Regions from separate parts of the Gossypium hirsutum genome. Here region 1 is linked to region 2. Evidence: chromatin contacts called from public Hi-C data. All regions are on one chromosome and are shown on one strand. Each heading gives the region's core, a stretch centred on a gene start, on an enhancer-like site or on the middle of the called end of the contact. The rest is flanking DNA. Distances are from core to core; before and after follow the strand shown.

Region 1 (4,586 bases), core at 1,821-4,320, 250 kb after region 2:
TGTGAAATGTAGAGCTTTCTCCATGACCCTTTCTAGTATCGCCTAGCAGTGGTACCTTCACTCCTTCTAGGATCTATAAGTAGTTTTGACCAATTGGTCAGGTTGTTTATGAGCAGATTTTTTGGCCAACAAAACTCACAAAAATCCTTAGCTTCCCTCATGTCCATCCTAAAAAAAGACAACAAATCTCTTTGTGATTTCAAGAAGAGGTTCAATGTTACGACTATGATGACTAAAGGTGTCTCTTATGCTCTCACCATTCAAGCCTGTAACAACTCGTTTTTCAGTGACATCGAAAATAGTGATTTCGGGATCAAAATTTCGACGAGTGAGATCATAGACATTTGTAATTTATGTTTATGAGTTAAATATAGATTATGGTGAATTTTGATTTGGTAGATTTTATTAATTGGTTAGTTAGTCAAGGTACAAGTGGTGTGTACCGAAAGTCAGTAGTTTCAGAATATGAGGTATCGGGATCTAATTTCCATAAATCATGCCTGTAAATAATATTATTAAATATTTACATAGTTGTTTTATAGGTGAATTGAATTTCAGTCTGGTAATTTTATTAATTGAAAGATCAATTAAAGTACAAGGACTAATCGTAAAAACTACAAAAAAAATTAATCATCATTGATTGTTATTAGCTCAAATGCTTAATTAACCGTTGTTAAAGAACCTAAGGGATAATTAAATCATTTTAATTAATTGTGGACAGTTTACATATGCATTTTAGATTTAATTATATGTTGATTAAGGTTAAAAAAATAAATAACAAAAGGTTAAAAAAATAAAAACATCAAAATATCTCATCATTTTATTCCACTATCGAATTAGAAACCAAAAACACTAAAAAAAACTCTATTTTTTAACAGCCAAGGTTTGGCCAAGCTTGGTAACCTTGCATGGTAAGCTTTTCCAATTTCGTTTTTAATAATTTTTTATGTTTTTGATATCGTTGTAACTAAGTCTAGTTAACTTGTATTTCTGTTTTCAAAACTATTAAAGATTTATAAAGTTTTCATTGACGAAAATTGAAGTTTTTGATGTTTAATAGTTTGATTATAAGCTTAGATATGTTTAAAGACTAATTTGTTAACTAAATTTTGTTAGTTTTGTGTATAATGACCGAATTATAATAATGTAAAATTTGTCATGAAATTTTTGTAATTATTGAATTTAGAGTGTTGTATGGGGATGAAATTGAAATCAAAATGAAAAATGGTGCCTAAATGCGAAAATTATGATAGTTTTGGTTTTAGGGACTAAATTAAATAAAATATAAAATTTTAGGGGCATTCAAAAAATAAAATTAAATTGATGTATGCTTATAATATGATGAAATAAGATGTTTGGAATTGATAAATTGAATTGAACTATTAAATAGATCAAAAATTGGACTAAATTGAAGAAAATTAGGGAAATGACAAAAATTGCTTTTTAGTCCTTAGTGACTTGTTTTGTTGCTGATTTGATTAGGTAAGTTCTCATAATATAATTTTAATTAATTTTTTGGTTTTTGATTTTTGATTTTTGATTTTGTATTTGTTTGATAATAGTTTGAATTGTGCACAATTTGGTACAACGGGTGAGTTATGAACTAAAACATAGAAAAATGATAAGCTAAAGGTTAAAACTAAAATGATGAATTGATATCTGAAATAAAAATGAATTGATAATTGATTATAATTGATTGAATTGTGCTAGTGTGAAATTGATCGATTGTTTACGGTAAGGACTAAATTGAATTGATTCGAGATTATTGTATATTGATGTAAATGCAAAATGGATTTTGTATTGAGAAGAATTATGTTGGTATATTGATATGTTTTGATGAATTACTATTGATCATATATAATTGAATTGATAAATTGGCTTATAATGGAAATTGAAGATGGTTACCCTATTAACTATCCGGGTAGAGTCAGATATAGTTGGCATGCCATACGATAGGAAGAATTCAGGGTTACATCGATTAAGAGTCGATGAGGCATGGTGTGCCAAATTACTTCGGTTATACTGATGAGACATTGGGTGTCAAACTTATTAATGAGCGTTGGGTGCAAACTATTTACTTAAGATTTATCCGATAAGGCACTAGATGCCAAACTAGTGTGTTAGTTAGATTCATGTATCCGTCCAAGTTCGAGTCGAGTTATTAGGGGGAATAAATGGTAAAAACGGGATAAATATAATTGAAACAATGATGATAGAGTCCTCGCAATCATGAAATTGAAAATCTGAAATGAAAAGTGTTATTTGATAATTAAGATTATAAATAGATATGAAATAGAAAGTAATGTGATATTTGATTTGTGAGATATAAGCTAAATTGCTAATTTTGATATGGTAATACAAAGTTGATTAATGATGTATATATGAATATCGATAGTATTGAATGCTCATACGTATCGGATATACGAGCCGAAGGGCCAATATGGAAATGTGATAAATCTATGAATTTGATGTAAAATTCGAACAATAAAATGGAATAATGACAGCCATTATATTGAAATTGGATGTATTGTTGACAACAAAATGAAATGATACGATATAACCTTTAGATTGATTAATTGAAGCTTGAATACATTGATACATGTGTACTATTGAGACTTTTAGTTGTATTTGTGAATTGGAATGTTGTGAATGATATTGAGTTGTTGATTTTCATGTGATTGGTATTAAAATTATTTGAAATGCTAAATGTTTAGATTATTATATGAATTGGTTACGGGATGAACTCACATTGTTGATATAGGGTTGTCGAATTTAGACAAAATCATCAAATTGAATAACTTGTTGTTTAAATTCATAAAATGAGGTAAGTTGTTTTAATAATTGTGAACTTACTAAGCATATGTAATGCTTACTCCTTTGTTTCTCTTTTCCCTGTAAAATTGTCTACTTGCGGAATATGTCAAGTGGATCGTTAAGAAACTTACACTATCATATTGTTAAATTGGTAAATCTTCTACTCGTTTAAAACTCGATTTTGTGACATCTATTTAAGTGATTTGTTTTTGGACGATCTTGAATGTGAATTATATTTTGGTCGGTTTTGTGCAAATATTTCAAATTACATTTATTTCTTTTTGTTAAACCGGAAGACAACACACCTTCTCAAAATTCCTACGAGTTATTGCTTAGGCAAAGTGGCCTTGGCACTTGTCCTGTGCCTTGGCTTCGGCATCATCAGTCAACCCGGCACGGACGCCAAAGCGAAACACCCTCCAATCCCATCTCCTCTCTTCCTTCTTCCCTCCAAATACCCTAAATGCTGCCCCCCCACATTTTTATTTGAAACCGAATTATTGAAAAACAAAGTCAACCCCAGATCATTAAAAAGGAAAAAAAATCATTGGTCTTTCTCGATTGTTGGGTCTTTGAGATATGTCGTCGGAGATCGAGGTGGTGGAGGAGACTGTACCTTTGAAGCAATTGAGTGGCGCTGTAGCGAATGGAAATGAATATGGGGGAGGGCATCATGGGGTTGTTGGTGATGTTGCTGATGATGAGAGCTTGAAGAACGATGTCTATACCGCTGCTGCTTATGGGGATTTGGAGAAACTTCAGAGGTTGGTTGAGTCCGAGGGTTGCTCTCTTTCCGAGCCTGATGGCCTTGGTTACTATGCCCTCCAGTGGGCTGCTTTGAATAATAGAACCGCAGCTGCTCAGTACATCATCGAGGTTTTATTTATTTTTGTTTGGTTATTTTTATGGATTTAATGAATTGCCTTTCCTGTCAAAGTTGGGAGTTTTGTTTCTGAAATTTTGAGTTTGGGATTTATTGAACTGTTTTTATTTGGTAGCCAATTCATGGAATTTTTTTTTCTAAACATTTATTGAATTGGGGTTTAATGGGCTTAGTGAGCTCCATTTTTGGGAATGCATGCTTTTGAGTCATGGAAATGACTTTTGAAGTTGTTTGAATTTTAATTTTTAGTTATGACATGTGTTTAAGGGTGAATTTGGATGGGCGGTGCATTTAACTGTGAGTGAATTTGGATGGGCGGTGCGTTTATCTGTGAGTGTAAAAATAGCGGTGGCGGTGAGATTCGATACTGTAGTGTGAGACAAAAAGTAACCTCAACGCACCGCACCGCACCCAATCGCCTATCCAAACCCTCCAAACCCACCCTAAGTTTTCATTGGATAAATTCAGTTTAATTGAGCAGATTTTGGGTTGTCTTGATATGCTAGCATGGTGGAGATGTGCATGCGGTGGATCATAATGGACAGACAGCCTTGCACTGGAGTGCAGTCCGTGGTGCAGTACAGGTTGCTGAGGTTTTACTCCAAGAGGGTGCTCGTGTTGATGCTGCTGAGATCTATGGTTACCAGGTTAGCATTTTCTTCAATGCGGTGCCCTGTATTATATTCTTTCTTATTCAAGAAATTGGCATGGCTCCCCATAATATGGATTTGGGACGATGAAAGCAATGTAAATTATTGTTAAAACAAAGCTAGCTGTTTTAGACATTCTTCTCTGCTGAAGTTGGTTTCAATCTGCATGGGAACTCAGCAGTATGTGGTTTCAATAAAACGAGTACATCATATTGATATTTTGAGGCTTAATTTAAAGA
Region 2 (4,388 bases), core at 354-2,853:
CATGAACCTTTATCTAGTGATGATGCTGCAATTTGTCATGCTTAAAAGAGATCAATGGAGTCCAAAACAAAACCGAACTGAAGGACTATCTCAAAAACCTTAATCTAGTGAAGATGTTACAATGTGTCTTTAATACTTTCAGAGGATAGCGGAGATGTTACAATGCGTCTTTAATACTTTCAGGAGATCAGCAGACTCCAAAACCAAACCAAATTCCTCTTTGGCAGAATTCTTCCACCCCCTATAGAATATTATTCAGTACTTCTTCCACCCCTTATCTGTGTAAGGCTGAAGTGAACTAGCATTTGGAAAATTTCTTTTAGGTCCCAATGAGAGGGACTTGCTGCAAAAGAAAAAATAGCAGCAATAAATACAATGGAACAACTTTACACCTGAGAAAATCAATAAAATCTGGTAGCCACTTTACAAATCAGCATGAATATTGAAAAGAAAATGGATACGATATGCAGAAAGGAGCTGATCATCTTTTAGAACTTTTCCACGACAGATTAGCCGTTGTTGCTCTGACAACACACCAGTTACAGAAGCAATCTGTTCTTTTAGTGCAGGAACTGGCATCTGTAAAGTATACAGAGACAATGAACAAAAATGCAAAGCACAACGGTTAAAGAATTAACCGTATAAAATTTAGAACAAATATGCTAGTATAAGTGGCAAGTCAATCAGAAGGAAGTTAAAAGGTTAAAGATTAGAAAACCTCAACTACCCATGAAAAATCATGGTAACCATAGGAAGCTATCATATCAAAGTTTTTGTGAACTGCTACTAGCAAAATTAGACAACATTTTTACATTAACAATTCAAATTCTTCAAGAAATGAAGAAAAGATTCTATGCAAAGTCCAAGATTTGTCACAAAATATTAAAAAAAAAAAGGTGCTGGACAGAAAAACTTGTAAGTAAATATGCATTAACCAATTGTAATTGGTGAACTGAACAACATCTTACAACAGCACAATATCAGACCTTGGGTTAATTCATGACAAAACAAACTGAGAGTAACTTACCTGTTTATCCACTCTCAAAGTATAAGTCTGAGAGTCCAATGTTTTTATTTTTATTTCTATCGTGGCCTCAGAACCTTCCATTTCTGTATCACTGGGGACTTTATGAGCACTGGTGCTTCCCATTTTCCTCTGACCACACAAAAACCCGTAATCGAGGAAAACAATGAACCTTCAAAGGAGGCAAAAAATAATGTTTTATGTTTAATTGAACAAAAGAAAATTTCATAAGTACTGATTAAGCATTCATTAGAAATAAAAGAAACAAATTAGCACGTCAAAAGTCAATCGCGCTACTAAATTTTCGCATTACTTTCCCCATGAATAACAAGCATATGACCTTCGTTACCTGGACTCGGCAATTTGGGGTGCAGTACCCGTGTCGATACGATCCGACACGGGATACAGGTCAGATCCGGCAGAAACCAGCGGACACGGCGGTGGGTGAGAACTGAGATGAGAAGAGAAGGAAAAAAAAAACTGATTTGCAGAGACGAGAGAGAGAGAGAAGAGGGACGATGGTAGGAGGAAGATGATGATAGACGAAAGAGAAATAAATGAACAAAAAAATAAGGTGTAATAAAAGCTGAACCCTATATTTATATTTATATTTATATTTATATTTATATTTATATTTATATTTATATTTATATTATCTTAAATATTTAATTAAATAATCAAAATTATGAATTTTATAATAAATAAAAAAATTAATTATATAATTTACCAATTTGATTTATCTTAAATATCTATTTATATAGGATAAATTATAAAAATAACAATTTATGATTATTTTTTTTCGATTGAACTATAAAAGTTTATACACTAAACGTTATCGAATTATAATATTTTGTTTATTCATCTCTTAATAGTTATTATGGTCTTAAAAGAACATGACAAGTTAACTTAAAAGTTTATATCTAATTTGACATGCTAAGTTAATTCAATAGTTAATATCTAATTTAACTTATGAACTATAGTTAAATATTTAATTTGATACTTTTTCAAATTTTTAATCTATAATTATGAAAAAAAATTAAAAGATCTAAAATATAAAAAAAATTCTTTAAAAATTCATAAAGTGTTGGTAATGCAAAAGAATATTTTCGATTGCGGAAAATTCTCTAACTGTTACAAAAAATATTTTCAAAATATGTTTGTTGAGAAAAATCCTCTATTATTCTTGAAAACTAACACTTTTATTTTACCATTTTACCCTTTAGAAAACTGTATAAATAGGAGGTTATTATCCTCATTTTTCAAAGAACACAACAAAAGAAAAATAGCTTCTTTCTAGTCTCTAAATTTTGATGTTCTGCGAAATTACACGGGAGGAAAATTTTGTCTAGAAGATTGGGTTTTAAGCAGGATCGTTTGTAACCCCTCCAATCTTTCCTAGGAATTGAACCTAGTGAGATTTTGTCGGTTTTCTTCTAGTTTATTTTTCGACCAGATTTCCAACCAATTGCTTTGTTTTTCGGTTTCGATTCCTTTTAAGAAGAGTAATGCATGCCTTCTTTATTTGGGTGTACGAATATTGAAGTACTATGATAACCTTAGGGGGCGATGTCCACTACACTAACCTTGTGGGGATGGCCAATGTGTCTGAATTTTCCATGTTGAGAACTTTTATGTTGTTGTCACAAGGGATGGTTGGCATAAACCACATCTAGAGGGATGCATCCAACGGGATGCCACAAGAGTACAGTTGGTGCCTATAACACCCCTAACCCATCTCTGTCTCCGGATTTGGGTTATGGAGTATTATGACACATATAAACTCAAATAACATCATTAAACCATTCAAACATTAATTTAAATATCAATATTCAATCCACATATTAAACATAGCATAAATACACACTTATAGGCCTTAAATTGAGCTTACGAGACTTTAAAAATAGTTTGAAAACAATCAGGGACTAATTTGAAATAAAGTAGAAAAATATGAAAAAATTTTAAAAATTTTGGAAATAGGGGTCACACGACCATGTGATAGAGCCCAAACCGTGTGGCTTAGAAACATGGTCGTGTGGCCAAGCCATGTACAATTCGAAATTTGGGCCACATGACTGTGTCACAGCCTGTGTACAAATTGAAATAATGTCACACGGTCGTATCGCAAGGCGTGTGAGTATTCAAAATAAGGTCACAAGGCTGTGTCTTTAGGCCGTGTAACAGCTTGATGTTATATGAAAAATCTTGTACTTAAAATCAAGATGACACACGATCATGTGGTGTAACCATATGTGGTACACGGTCGTGTGACAGCTCATGTCCCAAGCCGTGTACACCTTAAGTCACTTCCTAAACAAGGCAAAACTTTTCACTCAAACCTTAAGTACCAAGGCAAACCAAAAATAATCATTTTCATACCTTTAAAACACATTCAAACATACTCAAAACATACCAACACATTCAACCTATGTGCCTAACCAATATACCCTCATTGACACCACAATTCAATTATCAAACCAAATCCACATTACAAACCAAACAACTTGCATTCAAATATCACAATTCCATACATTAAACATATGCTAAACCTACCAATCCAATCAATCCATTCACATCCTAATTTACCATATTTCAAACACTCCCATGAGGCATGTACCAAATAACCAAAGACATTTATAAAAGTCTGTACAAACCAAAACCAAAGGCATATACACAAGTAAGCTAAAATCCAACTTAAATGACATCACACAAGTACAATATGTACCACTTGTAATAAGTATCTCAATCATACACAAGACACACCTATTAGATGCTATATGATCCAAATATGAACATGTCAAAAATTACCGGTAAATATATAGATAGTGTGATCTTCAGCTTGATCCGATCACCCGACTCCATAAAATGTTATCTATAAAGAAACAAGAAAAAGTGACATGAGTAGGCTTCCATAGAGCTTAGTAAGTTCAATGGTTAAAATGATAAAACTTACCATATAAACAAAGCAATTACATTAACAAGATTAACAAACAATAAATACTGTCAACGACAATCATTCAACAGGTGACTTTATACATTTACATATATGATTTGCATAATATATTCAATCACATGAGATCATTCAATATCAAGTCACAATAATATCGAAAAATCATGCAATCCATTACACAATTCAGTAATAAGTCATCTATCGCTGGAAATTTTCCTGATGAACGATATAACAGATACGAGTACATGGTTATCCACCCAAAACATGCCAGAAAGCTCAAACGAGCCAATCCAACTGAGAACACGCCATGGCACCAAGTGCCTAGCCCATAGGTTATCATCCCTCTGAAAACACGCATGGCAGCAAATGCCAAGCCCGAAGGCTTTACATCCGCCCCCGGTAACAAGCCAAAATCAT

Evidence for each region. Hi-C and Micro-C count contacts between places; a contact is called where the count stands out from the background.
Region 1: a contact with region 2 is called in a Hi-C map of petal, with 3 times the contacts expected there. The contact joins the promoter of LOC107901346 here to the promoter of LOC107901349 in region 2. A contact is called at or near these places in 4 of 34 Hi-C or Micro-C datasets (callus, leaf and petal).

The regions. Positions count from the first base shown.
Region 1 is chrD06:7,798,457-7,803,042 of Gossypium_hirsutum_v2.1, forward strand. It overlaps LOC107901346 (protein S-acyltransferase 24), which reads left to right and starts at 3,071. Exons shown (of 13, transcript XM_016827302.2): 1 at 3,071-3,690; 2 at 4,204-4,344. The coding sequence starts at 3,394.
Region 2 is chrD06:7,552,356-7,556,743 of Gossypium_hirsutum_v2.1, forward strand. It overlaps LOC107901349 (ubiquitin-like domain-containing protein CIP73), which reads right to left and starts at 1,604. Exons shown (of 16, transcript XM_016827307.2): 1 at 1,374-1,604; 2 at 1,028-1,196; 3 at 462-579. The coding sequence starts at 1,150.